2 separate regions of the Mus musculus genome follow, and region 1 is linked to region 2. A link is a contact called in public promoter capture Hi-C data. All regions are on one chromosome and are shown on one strand. Each heading gives the region's core, a stretch centred on a gene start, on an enhancer-like site or on the middle of the called end of the contact. The rest is flanking DNA. Distances are from core to core; before and after follow the strand shown.

The links. Promoter capture Hi-C pulls out the DNA fragments that hold promoters and counts their contacts.
Region 1: a contact with region 2 is called in a promoter capture Hi-C map of embryonic stem cells, with 1.9 times the contacts expected there. The contact joins the promoter of Osm here to the promoter of Sec14l4 in region 2. A contact is called at or near these places in 1 of 39 promoter capture datasets (embryonic stem cells), 2 of 484 Hi-C or Micro-C datasets (embryonic stem cells and nephron progenitors) and 2 of 9 other capture datasets (adipose tissue and pancreatic islet).

What each region holds. Positions count from the first base shown.
Region 1 is chr11:4,234,459-4,240,693 of GRCm38.p6, reverse strand. Osm (oncostatin M) reads right to left here and starts at 3,909. Exons shown (of 3, transcript NM_001013365.2): 1 at 3,781-3,909; 2 at 2,152-2,288; 3 at 1-1,308. The coding sequence starts at 3,811. The coding sequence ends at 685.
Region 2 is chr11:4,027,092-4,033,918 of GRCm38.p6, reverse strand. Sec14l4 (SEC14-like lipid binding 4) reads right to left here and starts at 2,137. Exons shown (of 12, transcript NM_146013.1): 1 at 2,020-2,137. The coding sequence starts at 2,073.

The DNA of each region.
Region 1 (6,235 bases), core at 2,660-5,159, 210 kb before region 2:
GTCAGAGTCCAGCAGCTGACAGGCAGAGGGGGCTATTACCTAAGGACCCACACACACAACACAGCTTTCCACAGAGAACGCTGACATTCGGATAAATAAAGTGTCTTGCTCACAGTCACACAGAGAATTAGGGAACAAGCTAGGCTCTGAGCTCTCTTCCCTGAACGCCCAGATCAGTGTTCCTTGGTAGGACACCCTGCCCCTGTCGCAACTGCCAAGTGTGAGGTCACCCAGAGGTCCAGGTATCTGTCCTGAGTGGGATAAGGCATGAGAGAGAGCACCGGATCAGACCTCTCTTTGGAACCCAGCCACAGGGAAAGGAGGAAGTCTGGAGGAAACAGTTTCAAGTCATGAGAGGAAAGGACCAACAGCCCGAGGGGTTCAGCCCAGCCAGCCCTGTGGTGAATCAGCTTGTGTCATCAGACCCCTGAATCAATGGAAAACCTCCGGCCCCACGTGGTCCGACCCAGCCACCCCACTAGGACTGGAGGCTTGGAGTGGGGACACAATAACCTCACTATCCTTGAAGTCCTGAGTGGTAGTAGGGGACACTCAACTTCACCCCTTAAAGTGCTCTTCTGTGTGACCCCTGGTGACAGAAGCAGCTTTGAAAGCCTCTGAGAGCGACATCCTGTATCACCAGACTATGCTGTCTGTCAGTGTGTCCTCAGGCTACCAGGGAACCTAGGCCCTGGTCGTCGGGCTCTGGGTGCTCCTGGAAGGTCTGATTTTGCGGGATCCCTTGCGCCGGACCCAGATTCTGCGGGTTCCCTTGCGCCGGACCCGGATTCTGCGGGTTCCCTTGTGCCGGACCCGGATTCTGCGGGTTCCCTTGCGCCGGGCCCGGAGCGGGCTCTGTCTCCGGCTGCGTGTGGAGCCATCGTCCCATTCCCTGAAGACCCTCCCCACTGAGCCCATGAAGCGATGGTATCCCCAGAGAAAGCCACAGCTGCCTATCTTGGTATTAAAGACATCTGGTGTTGTAGTGGACCGTGAGGCCCCAGAGTCTGTCTGTGTGGGCTCAGGTATCTCCAGGGAGTGGTTGAGCAGCCGGGCCATGCAGAAAACATTGTTCCTTATGCCGAGGATATTGTGCCGGGCACTGTCCAGCTTTGGAAAAGCCGGAGTCTTCAGAAATTTCTGTCTTAAAGCATCCAGTTGGTACAAGACTCTGTCCAGTGTGGTGTACACAGTGCTCAGGAAGTGAGGCTTGCTCAGTTGCCGGAGTGTGTCCTCACTGGGGAAGGCCACAGAGTGCTGGGTGCAGGCAGCTCTCAGGTCAGGTGTGTTCAGGTTTTGGAGGCGGATCTGAGGAAGGAAGAGATGGAGGAATGCATGACAAAACCCCTCAAACACAGAGAAACCCGTCTTGGCTGCCTTTAAAACACAAGCTCTAGCGGGGCGTGGTGGCACAGGCCTTTAATCCCAGCACTTGAGAGGCAGAGGCAGGTGGATTTCTGAGTTCGAGGCCAGCCTGGTCTACAGAGTGAGTTCCAGGACAGCCAGAGCTACACAGAGAAACCCTGTCTCGAAAAAAACAAAAACAAAACAAAAACAAAAAAACAAAAAACAAAACAAACAAAAAAACACAAGCTCTTGTATGATCTTCCCAACAAAGAGATGGAAAAAAAAAACAACAAAACAAAAACCAAGGTATGAAGAGAAATCTGACGCCAGCAGAGATGGGCAGGAGGGCTGTCAGGGCCCTGGGGTGACTGTGCTTGCAGTGGATAGAGTGAGGGTCCCTAGGTGTGGTGGGGGCTGCAGGAGCCCTGACAGGTTCACTCACTGCTGCATCTGGGAACCTAGAACCAAATGCCAAACTTTCCAGACAGTCAGGAAATGGAGTTGGGGCCGGGCGGTGGTGGTGGTGGTGGTGGCGCACGCCTTTAATCCCAGCACTCGGGAGGGAGGCAGAGGCAGGCAGATTTCCGAGTTCGAGGCCAGCCTGGTCTACAAAGTGAGTTCCAGGACAGCCAGGGCTACACAAAGAAACCCTGTCTCGTAAAACCAACTGGGAGCGGAGCAGCTCTGCCGTCCCTAGAATGCCTCAGTTTCCCCTCCTGCCCCTTCCTGGTCCTCCATGTGTTCACTCTCTCACTAGTCCCCAAGATTCTCTGAGGTTCAGGTACCCTAAGGGCTGAGGCTTACATAGGGCTCCAAGAGTGATTCTGTGTTCCCCGTGAGGTTCGCCTGATTCTGCAGCTGGCTGAGGAGCTGAGAGGAAGAGTTGGAGCAGCCACGATTGGCCAGTGCCATGCTCAGGATGAGGAGACTGAGGGTCAAACCTGGGCAGAGAAGAGCGCATCAGTTACCTGACTGGTGGTTGTCCAGCCCAGGGGAGGAGCTGGGCACACAGTAGGGTCTGGGTTTGCACAGAAGCACTCACTGGGGCTACCACCTTCCACCATAAACCAAACAGGGTGAAGGAGATGGTGGTGGCTGCAATTTCCCTGCAGCTCTTCGGGGAGAGGTTGGGTTGTAGCCTCCAGCATCCCTGTCCTGACTTTATGGCATAACGAACAGACAAGAGAGTCCTCTATAAGATATCTGGCCTCATACAAGGGTTAGCTCTGTCCTAAGACTGACAGGTTAAGTTCCTGACTACTTTATAGACCTTAACATTCCCTGTAGGCAGAATAGAGTTGACCAGGGGTCTGTCCTGAGGTGCAGCCCCAGGGCAGCAGGTCACCTAAGCTCTTTTCACAGAGCCAGAAAAAGCACCTCTCCACTCACTGGGCCAGCCAGTGCTGACGGCCATTCTGCTGAAAGGTGAGCAAGATGCGAGAGGAAAGCCTGTCCAGGTCACCCATGCTCAGCACTCGCCCTGCCCTTCCTGCCACCGACACACGAACCCCTAACACACGCACACACCAGGACTGCTGGGAGCCCAGGAGAAGGTTGTAGGGGTGAGGGCAGATGATCATAGTTCCAGCTCGCAGGCCCCCACCCTCACAGGCACCGGCAGCCACGTGGTCGGAAGGGGCCTGTGGTGCAATGGCCCGGAAGGCTACGACACCATCCTTCCCTTCCTACAAACCAACCAGCCCCACCCCACCCCACCCCCTCGCCCCTGGGGAGGGCCTGTAGCCCAGGCGTGCCAACCACAAGTCCCCTCCCCATCTTCCCCCGTGTCTGCAGCTACACTGCCAGTGAGGGTCCACAGCGAGCTTGTAACAGGTGCACATGGACCAGTGCCTGTGGGGGTGTGCCCGTAGACCTAGGTGAGGCACTGCAGTACCTGCCCCGGTCACCGGGGGTTCTGGTCTGCAGGTGAGACTTCCTACCTTACTGAGAGGGAGGACCTGTTCCCACATAGATGGCTCTGCTTGCCTGTCCCCGTGTGGGTGTGGCTGTATGAGTGGCGGGATGATCTAAGGACCTCTGGCTTGGCTGACTTTGCATCTGCCCCAGACCCCGAGAATTGAATCAGAGCAAGAAGTGAGCCCCTTGCTCCATTTCCGCGCAGATCTGGAACTTCCTTCTCTGCTCATCCCCTACCTGCCTTGGGCTTCTCCAGACTCTTCTCACTCTTTCTCCTCTTCCCTCATGCCCTGGTCCCCGGCATGGTCTCTCTCACGCCTCCCTCTGGAATACCTTCCAGAAATACTACGTTTCCACCTGTGGCTATGCTGGGGTCTCAGTGGATCCCTGCCCTACTAGTTCTCCCTCTCGTCCACATCCTTCACTTGATCTACAGCTCCCAAGGGCAGAGGGTGCCTACAGCAGCCAGTTGGCCCAGCTGCGCCCTGGGATGGTAGAAAGGAAGGAAGTACTTACTGAGCAGTGTTCTTAGAAGCCGTGTCTGCATACTGGGTCCTGGTACTCTGGCCCGTGCCTCTCAGGGGTGACACAGCTTGGCTGGGTGTCCTGCAGGCTGGCAGCCACTTTATGCCCGACGGGGCGATTGGCCAACATCTCGTGAGGTGGGTGGGGAGGGGGAGGGGGAAGGGCAGGCCTTCTGGGAACATGACCCCAAAAACCAAAGTCTCCCCAGGCGGCCAATGGGCGCCATGCGCCATGACATGCCCGCTCCTCCTCCCGTTTTCTTCGAATTCGTTCTTCGAGGTCAGCCCCACGCCCAAGGATGATGTAAACCGCAGCCTCAGCCTTCTTGGGGTGAGCGGGCAGCACGGGGGTCCGTATCATCTTCAGGGATCAGTCCAGGGGTCAGAGCACGACTTGCAAGGGAGGCCACCCCTGGTCCAGAAACTACCAACCTCCTAGGACACGAAGGTTTAGGGCTAAAGGGAGCCAGACATCTTCCTTGTTGAGTGCCCTTCCCACCCTCTCGCTTGGGCTGTCGGGACATCTGTGAGCGGAAACCACCAGGCTCTGGGCACAGAGCCAGACTTGGGCCCCAAAGATTGTGCCTCTAATCCCAGGTCAGCATCTTCTAGCCCAACTCATTTCCATTGTCTCTATTAACTGTCCTCGCCCAGCCTTCCCAATCCCAGATCCTCTCTCTGTAGACAGGGTCCTTTAGGACCCTTGGAGCAAGAGAAATTAGAGAACGGGTTCAAAGCTTGTGACACGCTGTGTCGCTGTGTTGTCTGAGGCAAGTCACTCAGCTACTTTGAGCCCCACCTGAGAAAGCGAGAGAGAAAAGCACTCCTTGGTTCACCCCTCAAGGTCACTGCCAACATGGACATAAAAGGCAAAAAAGCCTTTGAAGAAAAAAGAAAAGACTAGGCTTGAATTCCAAGTACTGGTTTTCAGGGGATGGGATGGAGGGGGCGGGGGAGACCGGGAAGCTGTGAGCTCAGAGGGGAAGCTGGAGGGAGGGGTGGGGGAGCTGCGACAGTTGGACACAAGGTTTCACTTTCTCTGAAAGATAGCGATCCATCATGGGTGGGTCTTCTGCTTCTCCGCACTGAGGGACTGAGGCCCAGGCTGAGCCAGATCCACAGGCCATGCTTGGAAGCCACAGCACATCTGCCAAGCTAGAATGAGCATCCTTAGGCTGTACCTGCTGTTGGCCCTCATATATTCATTCAACAACCCCCCCACTCCCTATCCAGGAGGCGACTGTGCCCCCATCCACATATTCTCTGCACCTAGCAGAGTGTCCCCCTTGTTAGCAACTCCCCAGTACAGTCTAGACTAGATCCTTCTGAAGTCTTCATTTCCTCCTACTGAATTTCTTACCTCTGCCCACTCCAGGGTGCTGTTCCCTAGGGCCCTGGTCAGGGATCCTTCTGCATTTCATATCCGTGATGTCATCCTGGGACAGTCCCTATACCCCTACACTCAAGCTCTCACTGTGATAAGGAGACAGAGGGAAGCTCCAAGCAGCCCCAGATCTAGCCGGAGAGTGTTATGTCGTGCTTCTCGGAACCCATATGTTGGCAAGAGACCCTCCTTCACCTCAGTTGTTCCTTCCTCTCTCCCATGGACCATACACTACCTCCTCTGTTTAGAATAAAGGTGCCAAGGGGTGACTTGCCCTGTTGGAGGACACCTGCACAGTTGGGGGAGGTGTCCAGAGCCGGATGGCGTGGTACACATTTGTAATCTCTATTTCTCTAGAGGCTGAGACAGGACTGTGCATCAGAGGCCAGCCTGGGATAGACAAGGGGACTGATCTCAAAGCAAAATCAGGAGCTGGGCATACAGTCTCAAATAAATAAATAAATAAATTCAATTAAATAAAGTCAAAGGGAATAAATTCAATTAAATAAAGTCAAAGGGGCTGCCACGTCAACCTAGGCCAGCGCCTAGCCTCAGAGCTTAACACCCTGAGGGTTTCCTCCTACTACAGAAAAGGAGAGGAAGAAAGGAAGAGCGTGCATTTATTTACCTGGTGTCTGAAGGCATGTCTTAGCTGGGGGCCAGAGGGTTGTGCTGGACAGGCCACTGGGACTAAGGTCAAGAGCAAGGCTTGTGTGCATATTTATTTCCCGGAACTATCAAAATGGGAGGGCCTCTGCCCAAAGACACCAAAATCTGCAGAAGCCGCAGACCCTTCTAAAAATTGTGTGGTGTGTGCATGGAACCTCCACAGGGCCTCCTGTAGACAGCATCCTTCCCTAGATGGCAGATCATGTAAAACATGGTGTTATTGGGGAATCTCAAAAGGAGCATGTCTGCCTTCCTTCCGGAGGAGCCCATTTCTTCCTGGTTTCTATTTTCACCCCCCTCCCGCACACAGTTAATGAGTCCTCTGATATGGGGGCCACAAGCTGTGCAGCCTTGACAAGGACACAATGTATTTCCTACCATTGTACAGGCTAGA
Region 2 (6,827 bases), core at 888-3,387:
CCTCCCCAGGGTTGGGATTAACGGTGTATGCTACCACGCCAGGCTAATAATGATAATCCAGCAGAGGATGACATGGGACTGCATTTGGCTTTGCTTACACAATTAAAAATATGTGAAAAAAAAAAAAAGGCCAAACGTAAAGGTAGAAATTCCTACACTGTAGCAAGGGGAACATGAGCACTTGGGGCCTGATGATGCACGATGCCGGATACTAACATTTACAGCCTAACACCTAGAGGCCAGTCTGGAAATAACTGGTGCTCTGCAGTTTACTAAAGCCAGCCTCGGTGCAGCTGATGACCCTGCACAAGTAGCCTATGAGATGACTAAACTTCCAGTTAGCTGCTGTGACAGACCGGCCGACACCACCTGAGTTGGCATGGTCTCTTCTCTGGGATTATCACTGTGCAGCTGTGCATTTAACAACGTCTCCTTGGGCTGCAGAGATGGCTCAGCGGTTAAGAGAACTGACTGCTCTTCCAGAGGTCCTGAGTTTAATCCCCAGCAACCACGTGGTGGCTCACAACCATCTGTAATGGGATCTGATGCCCAATTCTGACATGCAGATAAAGTGCTCCTATACACAAATAAATAAATCTACAAACAAACAAACAAACAAACAGACCCCCCCCCCCAAAAAAAAAACAACTTCTCCTCTTTGGCCTTTTTGTTTTTTGGTAAATTCATAGCCGCCCCTCTCTGCCATTCCGTGTGATGTTCTCGGGTGCACACAAGCGGTAGGTTTGAAGCCTGGCTCCCAGCAGGCAAAGGGAGGATTCACACCAGAAAGCAGCTGCATCCTCAGGAGCCAAAGGAAATTTTGTCAGGGGTGGGGGTTGGAGGGTGTGAAAGGGGCCAGTGCCCTGTAAAAAACAAAGCTATACCTATCCTCCCCTCCAGGTGACTTCTAACTCAGCCTGGAGAGAAGCCACCTTACAGTGCCACACTGAAGACTGTGTGTCTGAAGTGTGACCACAGTGGCCCACCCTAGCTCAGGAGGACTCTGGAAGGAAGTGATCCGGGGCAAGGCAGTACAGAGCTCTGGGCCGTCCTTAGCCTCCCCCTCCTTCCTCCTTTCTCTTCCTATATGTTTTAACATAGCAAGCATTTGTTACTTTTAGTTAGTGGAGAAAGTAGGAGTGGCTGGTGGGGTTCTCTATCATAGTCCACTCCCAGAGACCATGTTTCCAGTTCCAAAAGAACTCAGGAGGCACCGGGTGCCTTCTGAGACCATCAGCCCTGGGAGTCTCATCAGAGGGTCCTTCCTGTTCCACTAAGGACCCCTTAATGGCTGAATCTCCAGGTCCCCTCCTTCACCCAGGATTCTCATGTCTCCCTGTAAGGTTCTTCCGCATGGGAGACACTACAAAACAAGCCGTTCATCTCTTGTTCCTTGAGACAGTGTCACTAAATTCAGGCTGGCCTTGAACCCACAATCTTCTGGTCTTTGTCTCGCAAGGCTTGGGATTCCAGACTTAAACACCTTCAGTACCTGTCACAATTCTTAAGCTTCCCCTTCAAACGAGGTTGAATGAGAACCTGGATGGGACTCCCCTTCCTCATAGCCTTTCCCTTCTCCAGGTACAGCCTGCAGGAGGCTCTCAAAAATCAGACCCCTAGCCCCTCTATTTCTCTGTCATAATTAAAAGTAAACAAGTAAGTCTGATAGGGAGAAGACTGGGAACCCGAGCAACAGAAACCAAACCAAACACTGTTGCAATCTGGCAGGGATCTCCTAATCTGCCTGGCAGAAGTCACTGGCCTGGGAACAGAGGCCAGGGATGGGTGGTGGGAGCTGTGCTGGAAGGCTAAACTTGCAAACACACACACGCACACGCACACACGCGCACGCACACACACCGGCAGTTGCTCAGAGGTAGAGAGAGGTCCTAGCCCAGGTGTGCGCGGGAGGCGCTGGCTTCGCCAACCAGTCCCTGCATAAAGCTGTAGCCAATGCGGGCCGCTTGGGTTCTGCTTGGCTCCCGTGCCTTCCCTCCCGCCTCACCCCTCACCCCTTACCCTGGCCAGAGCCTCCTGCTGCTGCGGGCTCAGGTCCCCGACTTGTCCTCTCATGGTGCTCTCTGCTAGGCCTCAGCTGCTGCCACCTTCACAGGGCTTTACTTAGCAGGTCTGCTGCTGATCCCGCCCCAAGGGAGGCCCGCCCCAAGGGAGAATCCCTGTTCCTGCCCCGCCCTACCCAGTGCTCCCCTGTTTTTGTTTTTCTTTTGTTTTGTCTGCCCCAGGTCATCAAGCCTACCTTAAGGGGACAGAGAGGTGACCAGATCTCAAGAGGTGTCCTGAGAGTCTGAGGTAGCAAGTGGCCCTCACCTCCAGGTCTTCACGCGCTTTCAGGGGGTGGGACTGTAGGTGTGTGGGGAGTGGGTGTTAAGAAAGTGCTCACCTAAGGACAGGTACGTGGAGCACACACTTCCGGAGCCAAGTGGGAGTTGAAAATGTCACCACTTCTGAGTCCTTTTGCCCAAGGAGAGCCCAGCCCCCCTCCCCCGACCTTGAACACAGGCTGCGCTCCACAAATGTTTGCTGGCCAGGAGAGCCCTTATTTGCCAAATGGCTCCAGACCTCTAGAAGTTAGGAGGGATTAGGTAAGACCATGTCTCCTGTGTTAGCAGAATGCCTGGCACGGCACACACAGTTTCAACACTCTATGAAGGCCGTCAGCTCAGGCGGGAACTACAGGATGGCCCAGGGGTGAGCCTCTGGGAGGTAGAGGGTGGGAGGCAGCCACACTGAGTAGGCTGACCTCTCTGGGTAGGATGAGAAAACACAGGCTGCCTTGGCATGAATTTTCTGCAAAGCAGGTGGCACCTGAGCAGGGAGGAGATAGTGAAACAGGCCACTGACACCTTTCCCCTCTGTCGTCCCATGGATCAAATTAAGTTTTAGGTAGGGGGTGACCAAGCAAGGGCTCACTGTCCTTTGGACTATTGTCTGTTGGAGATGTGGTTGGTCAGGAACAAGTATGGCCTGTGCTAGGTAGAAACGGCAAATCAGATTTCAATGACTTAGCACCAGAAACAGTAACTATTTTATTCAGTTTTCCTACTGATACATGTATGTTCATATTATAACTTCAGATATTCTGAAATATACAAAATACACTTTTAAAAAAAGACAGGGTTCTTACGTAGGCCAAGATGTTTCAGACTCACTGTGTAACCACGGAGAATCTTGAACTCTTGATCTTTCGGCTTCCACCTCCCCAGTGAAGGGATTACAGGCAGGGGCCATCAAGTCTGGTATTCTGGGTAATTTTATATAAACTTGACACAAGCTAAAGTTATCAGAAAGGAGGGAGCACCTTTGAGAAAGCCTCCATCAGATTAGGCTACTGGCAAATCTATAGAACATTTTCTTTTTCTTTTTTTCTTTTTTTGAGACAGGGTTTCTCTGTGTAGCCCTGGCTGTCCTAGAACTCACTTTGTAGACCAGGCTGGCCTCAAACTCAGAAATCTGCCTGCCTCTGCCTCCCGAGTGCTGGGATTAAAGGCATTACCACCATGCCCGGCAGGACATTTTCTTAATTAGTGATCGATGAAGGGATGGCCCACCCCCTTGTAGGTGGTGACAGCCCTGGGCTGGTGGTCCTGGGCTCTATAAGAAAGCAGGCTGAGCAATCCAGAGCAAGTGAGCAGTCAGCAGCATCCGCCCATGGCCTCTGCACCAGCTCCTGCCTCCAGGCTCCTGCCCTGTGTGAGTTTCTGTCCTGACTTCCTTGAACAGCAGTGTGGAAGTGTAAGCTGAATAAACCCTTTCCCTCCCCAAGCTACCTTGGTCATGCTGTTGTGTCTCAGCGACAGTAGCCCTAACTGGGACACCTGGTTTATATGGCTCTGGAGCTGGAACACAGGACAAGCCTTCTACAGGCTGAGCTATTCCTCAGATGAAAGGACTCAGGGTGGACTCGCACAAAGTGCATTTATTTTATTTTTTCATAGTTTTTATTTTTTGAAACAGGGTCTCACTACGCAGCCCTTGCCAACCTGGAACTCACTGTGTAGACCAGGCTGACCTTAAACCCAGAGATCCTCCTGCCTCTGCCTCGTGAGTGCTGGAATGAAAGGCCTATTTTGTAATCGATAGATTTTCTTCTCTAAGGCAGTTTTAGGAGTCAGTAGGGGTTAAGAACTGTAAAAGGACATGTCCCTGGCTGTGGTTTCAGAGGGAATATTTTCACTGACCTACAAACCCTCTATGTTCTGCTTATTCTTTCTCCCCTTTGAGAATCCAGGTTCCTGGGCCTGGAGAGGTGACGCGGTGCTTCAGAGCACTTGTGGCTCTCCCAGAAGCCCAGACTCATCCAGCAGCATCTCTCAGGAAGCTCACAACCGGCTGTAACTTCAGGTCCAGGTGATCTGACGCCCTCTTCTGGCCTTCTGGGGCATTACATCACATGGTGCACACACACTCAGAGACACAAACATACATACATATATATATATTTAAATGCAGCTACTAAGCAGTGTGTGGTGGCACACTACTGTAATTCCAGTGTAATTGGGAGGCTGAAGTGGGAGGATTGAAAGTTCCTGGGCTCCATACTACCCACACACATGTGCAGACAAAACATTCATACACATCAAATAAAAATAAATAAACCAGAGCCTAAAGATGATGGCTCGGCAATTAAGAACAGGGTTGCTCTTCCAAAAGACCTGGGTTCAGTTTCCAGCACCCACATGGTGATTCACAGCCATCTGTAACTCCAGTCCCATGGGATTTGTTGCTATCTTTTGGCTCCAGCAGGCACCAGGCACATATGTGGAGCACAGTCATACAAGAAGACAACGCATTTATTCAGTAAAGAAATAAACAAACAAACAAAGAACTAGACCTCAGAGCCTTGTGCATGTTTGGTAGTGGCTTTACCACTGAGCTAAACCCTCCATCCGAGAGCCTGTTTCATAAGAAAACATTGCACAGCCTTCCACCTGCAATATTAGAATCTGGGAGGTAGCGACAAAGAATTCAAGGTCATGTTTCGCTACTTAGTCAGTGGAGGCCAGCCTGAGCTACATGAGACCCTGTTTGAAAGAAACTGATTTAAGATACTGTTGGTATCTGCTGGTGTGAATTTGCAGAAAGCAAATGTACAAAAATTGGTATCTTCATTAAGAACAAATGAAAATTTATGAGAAAAATAGGGCACTAATGGAAAGAGGATGGAGAGCTTCAATTCTCAGAGAAGCAAGCGCACAGGCAGGCCTCAGGAGGCTTCACCTCTTCCACCCCGGGTCTTGATGTTCACGGGCGTTGTCTTAGTGAGCAGTGAGATGCCTTACACCCCTGAGAAATCAGAAAGAAAAAGCAACACACACACTTTGTAAAAAATGATGATAGTGTTAGAAGTTAGTGAAATGGAGATGTGTGTGTGTATAATTTATATATATATATATACATATATATATATATATACATACACGTTTTGCCTGCATATATGTCTATTCACCACCTACCATCTAAAAGAGGATGTCAGATCTCCTGGAAATAGAGTTATAGATGTGGGTGCTGGGAATCAAACTCTGGTCCTCTGGAAGAGCAGCCAGTGCTCTCAACCACTGAGCCACCTCTCCAGCCCTGAGAGTGCCATATATTACAGGCAGGAATAGTACTGTTTCTATCAATGACTTGACAACATTTAACGGATTCCTCAAACATTTTACCACTTTGCTCAGTGATAATCCTGATGGAAGATAGTTCAGGTTCACAATTATATTGCATGCATATATATGTCTGGAGAGATGGCTCAGCGAGGAAAGATGGCTGCCCTCCAAGCCTGATGCGTCAGCTCCATCCCTGAGACAGAAGAAAAGTGCAAACTCCTGAGAGGTCTCCTGTGACCTCCACACTCACATCGTGGGACACACACACTCACACAAGACACACACACACACACATGCATGCATACACACACATACACATGCACACACACACCCCAGTAGGAAAAATTAAGGCCCAGAATGTATGTATACGTTTGTGTGTTTTTAACAGAATTTTGAAACAAGTTTAAATAACTATATGGCCATTGATGTAGCTGGTGGAGAATTTATAATACAGGGGAAAAAATAACCATGAATCAGTTTGGAAAAAGATGGAACCAGATGGTATGTGCTTCACACTTCTGGGAGGTGAGACAAATCCACTCTGTGAAAGATTGAACGTGGGAAGAAACGTGCTTAACTTTGCCATCTCCGAGGAAAGGCAAAAGGCCCCAGTGACTGTCCCCTGCAAAGACAGGCCTGCGTTTAGTCAGCTCTGCTCACCAGGCCTGCTCTAAGGGCTTGTCAATATTAGTTCAGTGCTGACAAACAGAAAAATAATATGAATATTATTCAGTGTGACCTGAAGTTTTCAAGCCACTAGGGGCGAGGGGGGCGGGGGGGGGGATTCATTTACAAGTGCTTTGCATTTCCAGTGGGAAATGCAAAGTCAGGAGTCTGCCGGGACATTGGGGGCGGGGGGGGGGGCGGGGGTGAAATTACCTGTTAAATGCAAATCACATTACCTCATCCAGGACAGCAGGAAACCACTCATGGTAAAACTGCCACTTGTGGGGCAGTGGACCATGCCAAGAAACTTGGTAAGGTTGAGTGGGTTCAGAGACCCCAGCACCGGGGTACCCACCTGAGGACAGAAGGTAGCTCCCTGCTTCCTACAGAGTCTTGGCCTGGAACATGTGACCACACTCCCGACGTAGGAACGTAACCAATAGCCATGTAGATCAGAACAGAGTTCTCCATGCTAATGAGGTATCCAGATAGGCTCTGAGGGTTTAGCCAATAAGCTTTCCTTCCCGGACATTCCTTCTT